Linked DNA regions of Sus scrofa: region 1 is linked to region 2. The links are chromatin contacts, called in public HiChIP or PLAC-seq maps. All regions are on one chromosome and are shown on one strand. Each heading gives the region's core, a stretch centred on a gene start, on an enhancer-like site or on the middle of the called end of the contact. The rest is flanking DNA. Distances are from core to core; before and after follow the strand shown.

Evidence for each region. HiChIP or PLAC-seq counts read pairs in DNA pulled down with a chosen protein or histone mark.
Region 1: a contact with region 2 is called in an H3K27ac HiChIP or PLAC-seq map of alveolar macrophages. The contact joins the promoter of TREM1 here to the promoter of LOC100737927 in region 2. A contact is called at or near these places in 1 of 5 promoter capture datasets (fetal liver), 2 of 47 Hi-C or Micro-C datasets (alveolar macrophages and subcutaneous adipose tissue) and 1 of 2 datasets of contacts at active chromatin or transcription factors (alveolar macrophages).

The regions. Positions count from the first base shown.
Region 1 is chr7:36,528,040-36,533,921 of Sscrofa11.1, reverse strand. It overlaps TREM1 (triggering receptor expressed on myeloid cells 1), which reads left to right and starts at 2,126. Exons shown (of 4, transcript NM_213756.1): 1 at 2,126-2,233. The coding sequence starts at 2,185.
Region 2 is chr7:36,407,551-36,414,139 of Sscrofa11.1, reverse strand. LOC100737927 (adenylate cyclase type 10) reads right to left here and starts at 3,621. Exons shown (of 32, transcript XM_021098668.1): 1 at 3,459-3,621; 2 at 2,438-2,542. The coding sequence starts at 3,615. It also overlaps a transcript of NFYA not described here.

The DNA of each region.
Region 1 (5,882 bases), core at 877-3,376, 120 kb before region 2:
CTTAACCCACTGAGGGAGGCCAGGGATCGAACTTGTGTCCTCACAGATATTAGTCAGATTGGTTTCTGCTGAGCCACAACAGGAACTCCCTTGTTTTTATCTTTTGCTTTTTCAGTTTGCAGACACGATAGCACCTTTTTGCTGTTTTCATACTTGAAGAGCATTCGGCTTGAGTATAAAATTCTAGAGGCAAGGTTTTCTTTATACATTCTCCCACTGTATTTGCTACTCAGAAAAGAAATTTGACTCCTGCTCATTTCAACCTTTTTGAAGGAATCAAGTTTTTTTTTTCTTTCTTTTTTTCCTGTTTGTTTAGCAGCAAGAGTGTTAACGAAAACTTTTTCAACACGGGAACTTTATAGTCTTGGTTTCACTTCATGAATTTTTCCTTGCCCAGGTTGAATTCTCTCAACCTCCAATTTCAGATTGCTTTTCAGATCTAGAGAATGTTTTTTTTTTGTTTGTTTTTTTTAAGTTTCTCTCTCTCTCTCTCTTTTTGCCACCCCTGGCATATGGACTTCCCAGGCCAGGGATCAGATCTGAGCTACAGCTGCAACCTAAGTGGATCCCTAACCCCCTGTGCCAGGCCCGGGATCAAACCTGCTTCCCAGGGCTCCCAAGATGCTGTCCCATCCTGTTGCACCAGAGCAGGAACTCCTAAAGTTTTTATTAAAATATAGTTGATTTACAATGTTGTGTTAGTTTCTGGTGGACAGCAAAGTGATTCAGAATATATGCATAGTCTTTTTTGTATTCTTTTCCATTATAGTTTATAACAGAATATTGACTATAGTTACCTGTGCTATGTAGTAGGACCTTGTCATTGATTTATTTTATGTGTAGTAGTTTGTATCTGCTAATCCCAAACTCCTAATTTATCCCTTCCTCCTCCTTTCCTCTTTGGTAAGTTTGTTTTCTACATCTGTGAGTCTGTTTCTGTTTTGTAAATATGTCCATTTGCATCACTTTTTAGATTTCAGGTATAAGTGATATCATAGGGTATTTGTCTTCCTCTGTCTGGCTGGCTTCACTTAGTGTAATAATCTCTAGGTCCATCCATGTTGCTGCAAATGACATCATTTTATCCTTTTTTATGGCTAAGTAATATTCCATTTTATATGTACACCATATCTTTTTTATCCATTCATCTTTCAATGGACATAGGTAGTTTCCAGGTCTTGGTGATTGTAAACAGTGCCGCAGTCAACACTGGGATGCATGGATATTGGAAAAAAAATTTTTTAATATATATTTTAACTTCATTTATGATCCACTGTCCCATGTTAAATTTCAAAAATATCCCTTATTAGTACATTATTTGTAGGTTGGATATCCATGATTTGTCCTTCACCATTTTTGAGCTCTTTGAAATGTCCTTATAGATTTTACATTTGGAAGTATTTCTGAAGTGAATCTTCTCCGTGACTGATTTTTTACCCTGTCGAATCTGCCTTTGATTGCTTCTAGTATGGAAGCTGCTGGATTTTTTTTTTTATTCCCTATGCCACAGCTACAGCAACACCACAGCAACCAGATCTGAGCCGTGCACAGGCCAGCAGCTGTAGCTCTGATTCAACCCCTAGCCTGTGGACCTCCATATGCCAGGGTGTGGCCCTGGAAAGCAAAAGAAAAAGCCAAGGGGAGCAGGGTGCAGCTGAGGACAGAATGCAGAAACAACACCCATGTTAGGTACAGTGCTGAGCGCTTTCCATGGGGCCCTCACCTAGTTCTCACAAAACCCCTAAAAATGAGGGCTTTTTATTCCAACCTCTGGCTCTGTGCATCTGGCACGCTTACCTGCACTGAACTGGATGGGAGCAGAGGGTGGGCCTCAGGAGAGCAAGGTGGGCTTCTGATCCCCGGATAACATTAACTCCTTACTCTGTTTACCCAGAAGTAGTGTTCTCACTAAGAGGTTGCTTGAAAAGAATCATTGTTATTATCCCCCAAGAACAGGAAACTGGGGTTTGGAGAAACTTCCTGGAGACTTGAGCCCTGTCTCGGATCCACGTTTGTTGTCTCTGACGTCTGGGGCCAAGGCAACTAGTGATGACAGAGCATCCAACCCAACACCTCCGAGAAGTGGCGTAATATCCTATTGCATAACTTTCTGGAGCTTCTAGTTAGAGTGTTCCTCACAGCTGTCCCATGAGGCGGGGGCAGTTGGGGCTGGTGCGCGTGACGATGAGGAGCGCTAGGCTCGGGAGGCTGCTTTGGATGCTCTTCATCACAGGTAAGATCGGCAAGAGATGCGAGCAGGTGAGGCTTCTTCCCTGGACCTGGGGTTGGGGAATCCCACCACAAGAAAGGTCTTTACTTCAGAGGCTCCAGGGCATGTGGCCACCCAAGGCGGCACCAAACCAGTGGGTATGCCAGGCCGGGTGCCCCAGCTTTACAGAATCAGGACTCACAGGGCCTGAGAACAGAACTAAAAGGGGGTAAGTTAGGGAAACAGGAGGTTGGTGCTTTTCCATGTCCTCGGGGACATGCAAACCCCTGGGTGGGAAAATAATGATGGAGTAAATCTCCACTTGACATGATCTAAAGGAGTTTTATTTGAGTTTTAAGTTATTTATTTATTTGTCTTTTTAGGGCTGCACTTGTGGCATACAGACATTTCTAGGCTAGGGGTCAAATTAGAGCTTACACCACAGCCACAGCAATGCCAGATTCTTAACCCACTGAGAGGGGCCAGGGATTGAACCCACTTCCTCATGGATACTAGTCGGGTTGGTTACCACTGAGCCACAACAGAAACTCCAAGTTTGAAGGTTTTCTTCCCCTTAGAGTCCTTCTTGGTTCTTCCGATGTTCACAGGCTGTTAAACCCCAAAGACATAGTTCATTCAATGGATGTTCCCCAGGGGCCAGCCAGGGGCCACGAAATATGTTATTGGCAAAAGGACACAGACGGGAACCAAAAAATGGGCCCATTTTCATGGAGGCCGTGATCCTGGGTCCACTGTCTGCTGGCCTTGCAGGGCTCTGTCACCCAGGCTCGGCAGGGCTGTTCCGTCTCTGGCCCTCACCTCTGACTGAACAGCTCACGCCTTCTCTAAAAATGCAAGCATTTGGGGGAGTTCGAGTTGTGGTTCAGTGGGGTAAGAACCCGACTTGTATCCATGAGGATTCAGGTTCCATCCCTGGACTTGCTCAGCCGGTTAAGGATCTGGCGTTGCTGTGGCTGTGGTGTAGGCCGGCAGCTACAGCTCCAATTCAACCCCTAACCTGGGAACTTCCATATGTCACAGGTATGGCCCTAAAGAAAAAAAAAAAAAAAAAAAAAAAAAAAACGGAAGCATTTGAAACTTGTGTTGCTCCTGCTTCTAATCCTTGCGAAGACACTGGGGAAATGATCAGAGAAAGGAAAAATGTCAACAGGGAGTGAAGAGAAAACTTTGCTTTGGAAGGACACAAAGATTCCAGGGAGAGGGTGTTTTCCGGGGAGCCCACTGCCTTGAGCAAGGTCACAGATGATCATCTGGCAAAGCCCGCACACCGATGCTGCTTATGGTCTCTCAGGAGCCGGGGCAGTAATCCAGATGGACACACAGGAGTTTGGGTCTCAGGGACCAGTGCATTTCCTCATGTCTTATTCATGTTCTTCCAAAGGAGCACTGGAAGATGATGGAAGGTTGACGACTGAGAGAAAACCAGTGGCTTTTTTTTTTGCTTTTGTTTTTTTCCCACAGTGTCCTGAGGGGGTAGGTTAGGGGTAACATAAAACTCCTTCTAGCTCCCGTATCCCAAAGGAATGGTTAGGCAGCTCTTCACACCAGGGCTGGCACAGCTCGAATTCCAGGCAGGCAGCTGCCTGGCCCATCTGGCTCAGAGGTTTAGAGCTGACCCTAGGGTCAGACTAATAGGGCTAGAATCCTGGGTGCACCCCTTTCTTCTATGGGACCTTGGGAAAATCACTTAACGACCTCTGCGTTATTAAATAACCTTTCTGTGCCCCAATTTCCTTAGCTCTCAACTGGGAATAACAGTGGTGTCAACCTTAAAAGTTATGAAGATTCAGGGAGATCGTATTTTAAACACTTAGCAATAAAAGGTATTTGCTATTCCTCTTCTCCTTTCTTTTTGGCTCTGCCCAAAACACATGGAAGTTCCCGAGCCACTGCAGTGACAACGCCAGATCTTTAGCCCCCGGTGCCACAAGGAAACACCTGTTATTTTTTTTTTATTAACATGTGATGAGGAACTCCTTTCTCACAATGGTGCAAAATTGATGCACAGAGAGCACTTCTCCATCAGTTTCTTACTATCTCCTTTCACAAGAGTCAGGCAGGTTTGTGTGCAATCTGTTTCCTGTAGCTTCTACTGTCTTAGTCCATCTTGGCAGCAGTAACAAAATGCCACAGACAGTGTGGCTTACAAACAACAGAAATTTACTTCTTCAAGTTTTGGAGGCTGGAAGTTCAAGGTCAGGGTACCAGTGTGGTTGGGTTTTTCGGAAGGTCCTCTTCTGGACTGCAGACTGCAGACTTCTCACTGTGTTGTCATGGTGGGAGGGGCAAGGGAGTTTTCTGGAGCCTCTTGATGTGTTTGTGTGTGTGTATATATACACACCCAAGGCATATGGAATTTCCCAGGCCAGGGATGGAATCCAAACTGCAGCTATGATCCATGCCACTATAGTTGGATTCTTAACCCACTGCACCAGAGCTGGAATTCTTGGAGCCTCTTTATTTTTCATTTTCTCTTGGTCTTTTTAGGGCAACACATGCAGCATATGGAGGTTCCCAGGCTAGGAGTCAAATCAGAGCTACAGCTGCCAGCCTACACCACAGCCACATCAGATCCTTAACCCACTGAGTGAGGCCAGGGATGAACCTGAGTTCTCGTAGATACTAGTCAGGTTTCTAACCTGTTGAGCCACAATGGGAACTTCTGCAGCCTCCTTAATAAAGACTCTTTAACTACTCCCATTCCTGAGGGAAGAGCCCTCGTGACCTAATCATCTCCCAAAGACCCCACCCACCAATACCATGGCCTTGGAGGCTAAAATTCCAACATATGAATTTTGGGGAGGACACATTCAGACCAAAGCATTCACTATGGTGACCATGGTGAACCACCAAAGCCCTAACTTCTTCTTTTTTTTTTTTTTTTTTGTCTTTTTAGGGCCGCCCCCGCGGCATATGGAGGTTCCCAGGCTAGGGGTTGAATTAGAGCTACAGCTGTCAGCCTACGCCACAACCACAGCAATGTCAGATATGAGCTGTGTCTTCGACCTACACCACAGCTCACAGCAATGCTGGATCCTTAACCCACTGAGCGAGGCTAGGGATCGAACCTGCATCCTCATGGATGCTAGCCAGATTCATTTCTGCTGAGCCACAATGGGAACTCCAAAGCCTTAACCTCTTAAATGAATGTTACAGAGGGTGGAGAGTGGGTCTCGTGTATGTTTCTCAGAGCCCTAAACAGTGCCTGGCGCAGAATAGGCTCTCACCGCAGTTTGAGGAATGAGAGAAAGAATGAGTGAAACAAACTTGGTTTAAAACCACTCCCATTCCTTCCTTCGGTCTCTCCTTCCCCTATGTTGCTATCCCTGACTATTTCATCAGCCTTTCTCTGTTTCTAGCTCTCTCTTTGGTGCCCCTCGGTGGGAACAGACTGGGTAAATGATGGCTGAGGTCCTGTCCTGCTCACAGACACTGGCCCAGAGCTAGCCCTGCGCTCCCTCCCTCCCTGTCTCTACCACGGGCCCCAGGACAGTCACTTGCATCTCCATGAATGTGCTAGGTCCTTGTCAGCTGAGAGATAAAACAAATAAAGCATATTTAGTTGGAAAAAAAAAAAAAACAGACATTCCACCTGTGTCTCAGGATTAGAGTTCATGCTAATCATCAGGAAGCTTGTCTTCAAAGTTTCTTT
Region 2 (6,589 bases), core at 2,372-4,871:
AAAAGACAAAAAAAAAAAAAAAAAAAAAATCCTAGTTTGGTTCATTACCACTGAGCCACGACGGGAACTCCATATGAGGATATTTTTAAGGCTTCCTCAGTGGTTATCTAACGTGCTGCCAAGGTGGAGAATCGCTAAACTAGATGAAATCTCCATCTCCCCATAACTGCTCCACTGCCTCTACCATACCCTCCAATAGTTCCATATAATACAGTCTCCACGAGGACAAGCGCTGTGTCTTGCCTGCCCATGTATTTCTAGTATCCAGGAGTTTCTAGTGTTATAATACATACATGATACATAATTTCTATCTCCGGGAGACAGCTAAAATGAGTGTGAATCAGGGAGTTTCTATAGTGGTTCAGAGGTAATGAACCCAGTTAGTAGCCATGAGGACAAGTGTTCCATCCTTGGCCCAGCTCAATGCGTTAAGGATTTGGTGTTGCTGTAAGCTGTGGCACAGGTCACAGGCATGGCTGGGATCCCATGTTACTGTGGCTGTGGCTGCAGCTCCAATTCGACTCCTAGCCTGGGAACTTCCATATGCTCAGGGTGCAGCCCTAAAAAGACAAAAAATATGAACTTTTGTGCAAAAATAAATAATCCAAACTCTGAAAGGACTACAGAGCTTGATGATCTCCAATCTCACCTCAAGCCACTCGTCTCCCTGCTAACTATGCTCTAGTCACACTGGCCTTCTCAGTTTCTAGAACCCACCAAGCTTTCTCCACCTCAGAACCTTTATACTCAGCACTTTCCTTCCTGAAATGTTTTACCCCTAGCTCTTCGCAAGATGCTCCTCTCATCCTTAATATCTTAGCTTACATGACACCTTTTCAGAGGAGCCTCCCAAGACCTCTCTAATACAGAAACCCTTTCAACTTTTCTTTTCTTTTTTATTCATTTATTTATTTATTTTGTCTTTTTAGGGCCCTATCTGCGGCACAAGGAGGTTCCCAGGCTAGGGGTTGAATTAGAGCTATAGCTGCCGGCCTACACCACAGCCACAGCAATGCAGGATCTGAGCCGCATCTTCAATCTACACCACAGCCCATGGCAACACTAGCTGCTTAACCCACTGATCGAGGTCAGGGATTGAACCCTCAACCTCATGGTTCCTACTCAGATTCGTTTCCGCTGCGCCATGACGGGAACTCCCTTTTTTTTTTTTTTTTTTTTTTAAACCTCAACTATGTCCTTTCTAGAATATATACCCTATTATTATCTTATTTACTTATTTTTCTCTCCTGCTAAAATGGAAACTGCAAGAGGGCAGGTACTGTGTCTTACTTTCCCATGTATTTCTAGTACCCAGAAGATTCTGGTGTTACAACACAAACATGATACATCATTTATATCTCCCCCTTTCATCGAGATCTAAACTTGATGAGATCTGGAGTTCCCATTGTGATTCAGTGGTTAATGAACCCAACTAGCATCCATGAGGACTCCTCTTGTGTGAAAGGAGTTCCTATTATGGTGCAGCGGAAACAAATCCGACTAGAGACCATGAGGTTGTGGGTTTGATCCCTGGCCTCACTCAGTGGTTAAGGATCCAGCATTGCTGTGGCTGTGGCGTAGGTCGGCAGTTGTAGCTCTGATTGGACCCCTAGCCTGGGACCCTCCATATGTTGCAGATGTGGCCCTAAAAAGCAAAACAAACAAAAAACTCCCCGCAAAAACTTGATGAGATCAGCGGAAAGACTTATACTTGTTCCTCAGGGGTAAGGGGTGATTCACATAGCCATTTATATGGCTAAAGTAGATGCCGCAAAGTAACTATTGTGGTGACTCTTGGAATGATAGCCAGAACTCTATGGGACACTGTCAGTAAAGGAAGGGAATATTTTATTAGTACTAAAGGGTATAGGACCAATTTGTTAGGTAGACCTAACTAGACTGAAAGCTCCTTGAAGAGCAGGGTTTTGCACTCCCTGCGCCTATTACAGTGTATGTCATAGGGCAGGTACTCAAAACATGTTTACTGTACAAACAAAAAGGTTTCTTTTCCCCCCAGATTAAGCAAGAAAGAAAGAATACTCATTCTTACCTCACAGGGGATCAAAATGCAATAACAGAATGGGAAGGTGTTTTATAAATTACATCTTATATACACACAAGAGGCCCATTATATTCTGGTTAGAAGACACAAACTGAGGGACACCTTATTTACTAATTAATACAAACATGCAAAGTACAAATTAAAATTAGCATTTTTCCCCCTTTCTGAACACTGAGTCAACAGATGTGAGATTGAGGAGAATGACAGATACAGGCAAAGATCTAGCTTGTTCGTGGCAAACCTGAAGAAATAAAAGAGGAGTGACAGCAAAGGAATGACCCTTTAGTATCTGTTTTAAAGTACCCCAGGCGTCCTTGTGTTGCAAACCCTCAGGAGCCCAGCACACCTCCTTGCTCCCCTACAGTGGTCACTCACGCTCCACGATGTCACTAATGTAATAGCTGAAGATGTGGGCCAGTTTGTCCATGTCATGTTCCAACTTGCAGCTCAGGCTGAACCTGTCCATTAATGCTGTAAACCCTGACCAACAAAGCACAAATGACTACGTTAGCTGCAAATCCTAAACTTTTAACCCCTAACCCCTCCACACATCAGGCCAGTGTGAAGGAAGCATATCTCTTCAAGATGAGTAATTTCATTATCCTTGCTAAGTTCCTTAGCAAGTACTCAGAGCCAGGCTGATTGCTGCTGCCTCTGGGAGTGCAGAGCAGCCCCCCCGCCCCCACGTTTCTAGAAGCTGCAGATGGTGAAGATTCATCCACAAGTGACTTTTTCCTCAGAATCCAGTTACTCCTTTCCCATCATACCCTCTTAAGACTCCCTGGCCAAGGGAAACGACAGGATTCTCTTGCTCTGTGAGGGAGAGAGAAATCACTGACAAGGAGAATGGATTAAAAACCTTTATGGAGAACTTAAAATGGTGAGCTGAGCTCCTTGAGGACAGGCACCTGAATCACTCATCTTTATATCCATGACACATAAAACTCCATAAATATCTGTTAAATGAAGGCCTCTCATAGTAGCTACTAAGTCTTTTAACTCCTAGAATAAAGGCAGGCACATACTTATAGACCCAAAGAAGGAATTACTGAGCAAATAAAATCATTGGATTAGGTGGATGCTTACTGGGAAATGTTCGGGATTGGGGGAAAACTTGGGTTCAAAACCTGTTATGGCTTTAAAGTCCTTTCTCCTTTCTGAGCCTCAATTTCACCATTTCTGAAGTGAACTCGGGATACATAAGGTCGTCCCGAAAGGCGTCCTCCTGCTCTGAAAATGACCCTGTTTCCCGCGGAGGCAGCGGAAAGTGCAGTGAAAGAGCGCCTTAGCTCGCTCCGGGGCCAGGCCGGTAACTGCCGAGGCCTCTACGAGCTGAGGCCCAACGGCTGCCCCTCCTGCAGGCCGGGGAGAGCGACGCTCCTCCCCTTGTCCTCACCCGTCACGTGGACGCCAAGGAGGACGCCCTGGGCCGTGGCGAGCTCGGGTTCTGATCCCCCGGGCTTCCTGAAAACCAGCAGGTCGGGCAGCAGCGCCGCCAAGCGGGCCTCTACTGGCCACTGAGGCGGCACCGCCTCCCGCTCGCCGGTCGCCATGGCGGCGGCGGGGCTGCCCGCCAAGCTACCGGAAACAAGTTTACTCCGAATAGTAGCCAATCCGCAACCACGGCCCTTACGGTCCCTCCCACCAACCAATCAGCGCGGGGATCCTTGGGTCAGTACCAATGGAAAGCCGCCGGAGGCCCCGCCCCAGCTGCTTCCCATTGCCTTTTTCCCTCGCTCTGGCTTCCGGGGGGGAGGGGCGGAAGGCGGGCAAGGGCGGAGCATATAGTTAATAGCTGAAATTTTTGATCTCCTTGAAAACTGGTGATCCTTCCACGACGAAACTAATCACCTGGGATAAATTCAGTAGGGTGGTCTTTTCCCCTTACCACTAAAGTAGGAATTTCGTTTCTAGGTCGTCTTTTTAGTTTTCTAAGGACAAGCAAATTCAGGATACTTTTTAAATACACACCGAAGCTATTTAACAGTCCTTTTCCTTGTTAGGAAGTTTCTTCCACTTCTGTTGTCTGCCAGGATGGATCACTGGATCTCATGGGATGCTCCCCGGGGGCGTTTTTTCTCAAGTAAGTCCCTGACTTGAGTGTGAAAATGGCACATCTGAAGCTGCCAGTCCATTGCTCAGATTTGTGAATACAAAACAATAAAAGGATGAGCATGTTGTGATTTCTAACCATCAGAAAATGCATGTTTTTTAACATAAATAAAAACAATCTAAAAATTACGTCTTCACTTCTTTAGTTCTACAACACACCATAAATTGAGGCTGTTTTGGTGAAAACTAAAGGGCTAATCTTACTAATGGAATTACTTTCATTATGTTTTCATTAACACTTGCAGTGAGAAGACCAAATGTATGATCAGCCCACAGATGTCAGAATCTCCTTAGTAGGGTGGGAGGACCAAAAGGGAAGGAAAAGAGACCAAGGGGAGATACACAGCTGAGATGCTGGACAACCTCTGTAAGTTTGACACACTGTCCACAGAACTTGCATGTGTATTTATGGTTTACCAACCATTATAAACATAACCCAAGGGATGTAGACTCCTCAAAACTCAAGACACTTTTTAGCATTTTTATAAATTTATTTATTTTAAAAAATAACAATTGAAATGACATCAATGATCCATCACCTGTGCTCCCCTACTGCTGGGAGGAAAAAAACCTGTGTAGTTTAGTCCCAAAGGAAAATCAAGACATTATTATCAGGCACTCATTAGCCAGAAAAATGCTCTGTTGGTCCAGTGGTAGAGACACTGACATGTTCGATGTACCAGTGCAATTAAAATATATACATTTACAATTATCCTGCAAAAAAAAAAACCAAAAAACAAAAAAACCAAACCCAAGAAACACTCAAGAAGTGAAAGAACTACACATTAAACTAGTTATTCACTCATCCATTCATTCTTTTTGCATCTATGAAGTAATCACTACAGTCTCAAGGACAAATGGATAAAAGAATTTCTAGCAACAAAGAAAAAAAATCCAAACTTCAGTCCCACTTTGTGGGTTATTACGTGCTAAAATGACCACAATAAAGGGGCCATGAGCTACCTGAAATGCAATGACAAAATGACAACTGATGCATTTCATTTCAAATAAACCAAACTCAAACTCATGAAAAAAAAAAAAAAAAACCCAAAAAACAAAACCCACCCCCCCACAACAAAAATGAGGTTGGTATTATTATGTACAAACTTACAGACACAAATAAATAGCATTTTAGAACTAGGTGTTGGCTTAAGTACTAGAAATTAGATCTGAGTAATTTCTTTCTGAACTCTGCATGAGTATTAAAGAAACCAAAGGATATAAACTCCTCATTGCTTTTAGTAACCTATCATCTGAAAAACTTAGGGCTTACCACCTGAATCTCACATAAGGAGCCAGAAGTTTCTAGTAAGCCTACCTGGAAGCCAGGACAGATGACTAGATTCAAGGGATGAGGGAGATACTCCACTTCCTGCTTTCTTTGCATAGTTCTATACCTCCATTTCTACCATTACAATGATTCCCCTTTGTGATGATTTCTTTAGAGGATTTAATTTCCTTTCCCTCTTAACATAGGTAGAGTGAAATCAAAGAGCGAGCCAATCTCTACTCTCGGTATTTAAATCAAACCCAAATGTTCTCCAAAAGAACTAAGTTTCCCTTCTTTGTTTCCAGAGAAGGCAGCAACTCTTCCCAAATATCATCTCGGTTCTCCCAAGGTTCCACATCTAGAAAACAAACAGATTATTCAGGCACAACCCATTCTGGGAACCATGGCCCGGTTCCTGACCCTGCAGGAATCCACTTCCAGTCCACAGTTCATCACCAGAATGGGGATGCAATGTGAAAACCTTTCTGCTCAAGGCTTATGGAGAAAAGGGGAAACAAACAGAAACCGGCACCAAAAAATCAGCTGCCATGGGAAGAACAAGAATGTTTGCTCTGTGGGGCCGGCACAAAGCACAGCAGGAGTGAAGCCAACATCCACCTCGAACTCTAGCAGGTAACCTGGAATGTGTCCAGATTAGCTGATTGAACAGTGCTTTCCAGAAATTGTCAAGGACCAAATCAGACTTCTCCCTTTCAAACGTGCTTGTTAAAAGATTGTAGTATAAATGTAAATTATTCTCTTCATCTTAACAATCCATCCCAGGCATCAATCCACTGGCGAATCATGCTATATGACAACACAAGGGTATGCATACTACTCTCTTTGTCCTTCTAGACTGAAACACACACGAACCTTTCTAGTCCCCAAATGCTGTCACGGAGCCTATGATTGAGAATCTCTCTAGTTTTGCTGTTTAGGAGTTACTACAAATGTCCTCAGGACTTCAGCACAGAAGTTGTGTAATTTTGTTCTCTACTTAGGAAAGGCAGTTTCAAGATCCAATACCCTCAAATTGTCCTAAAAGTCAAGAACTGTGGTCCATATGACCTGTCAACAGACAAGTAGACAACAACTTGTCAAAGCTAAGAGATCCAGCAATTTCTACGTTTAGTGCTTGAGTCTTT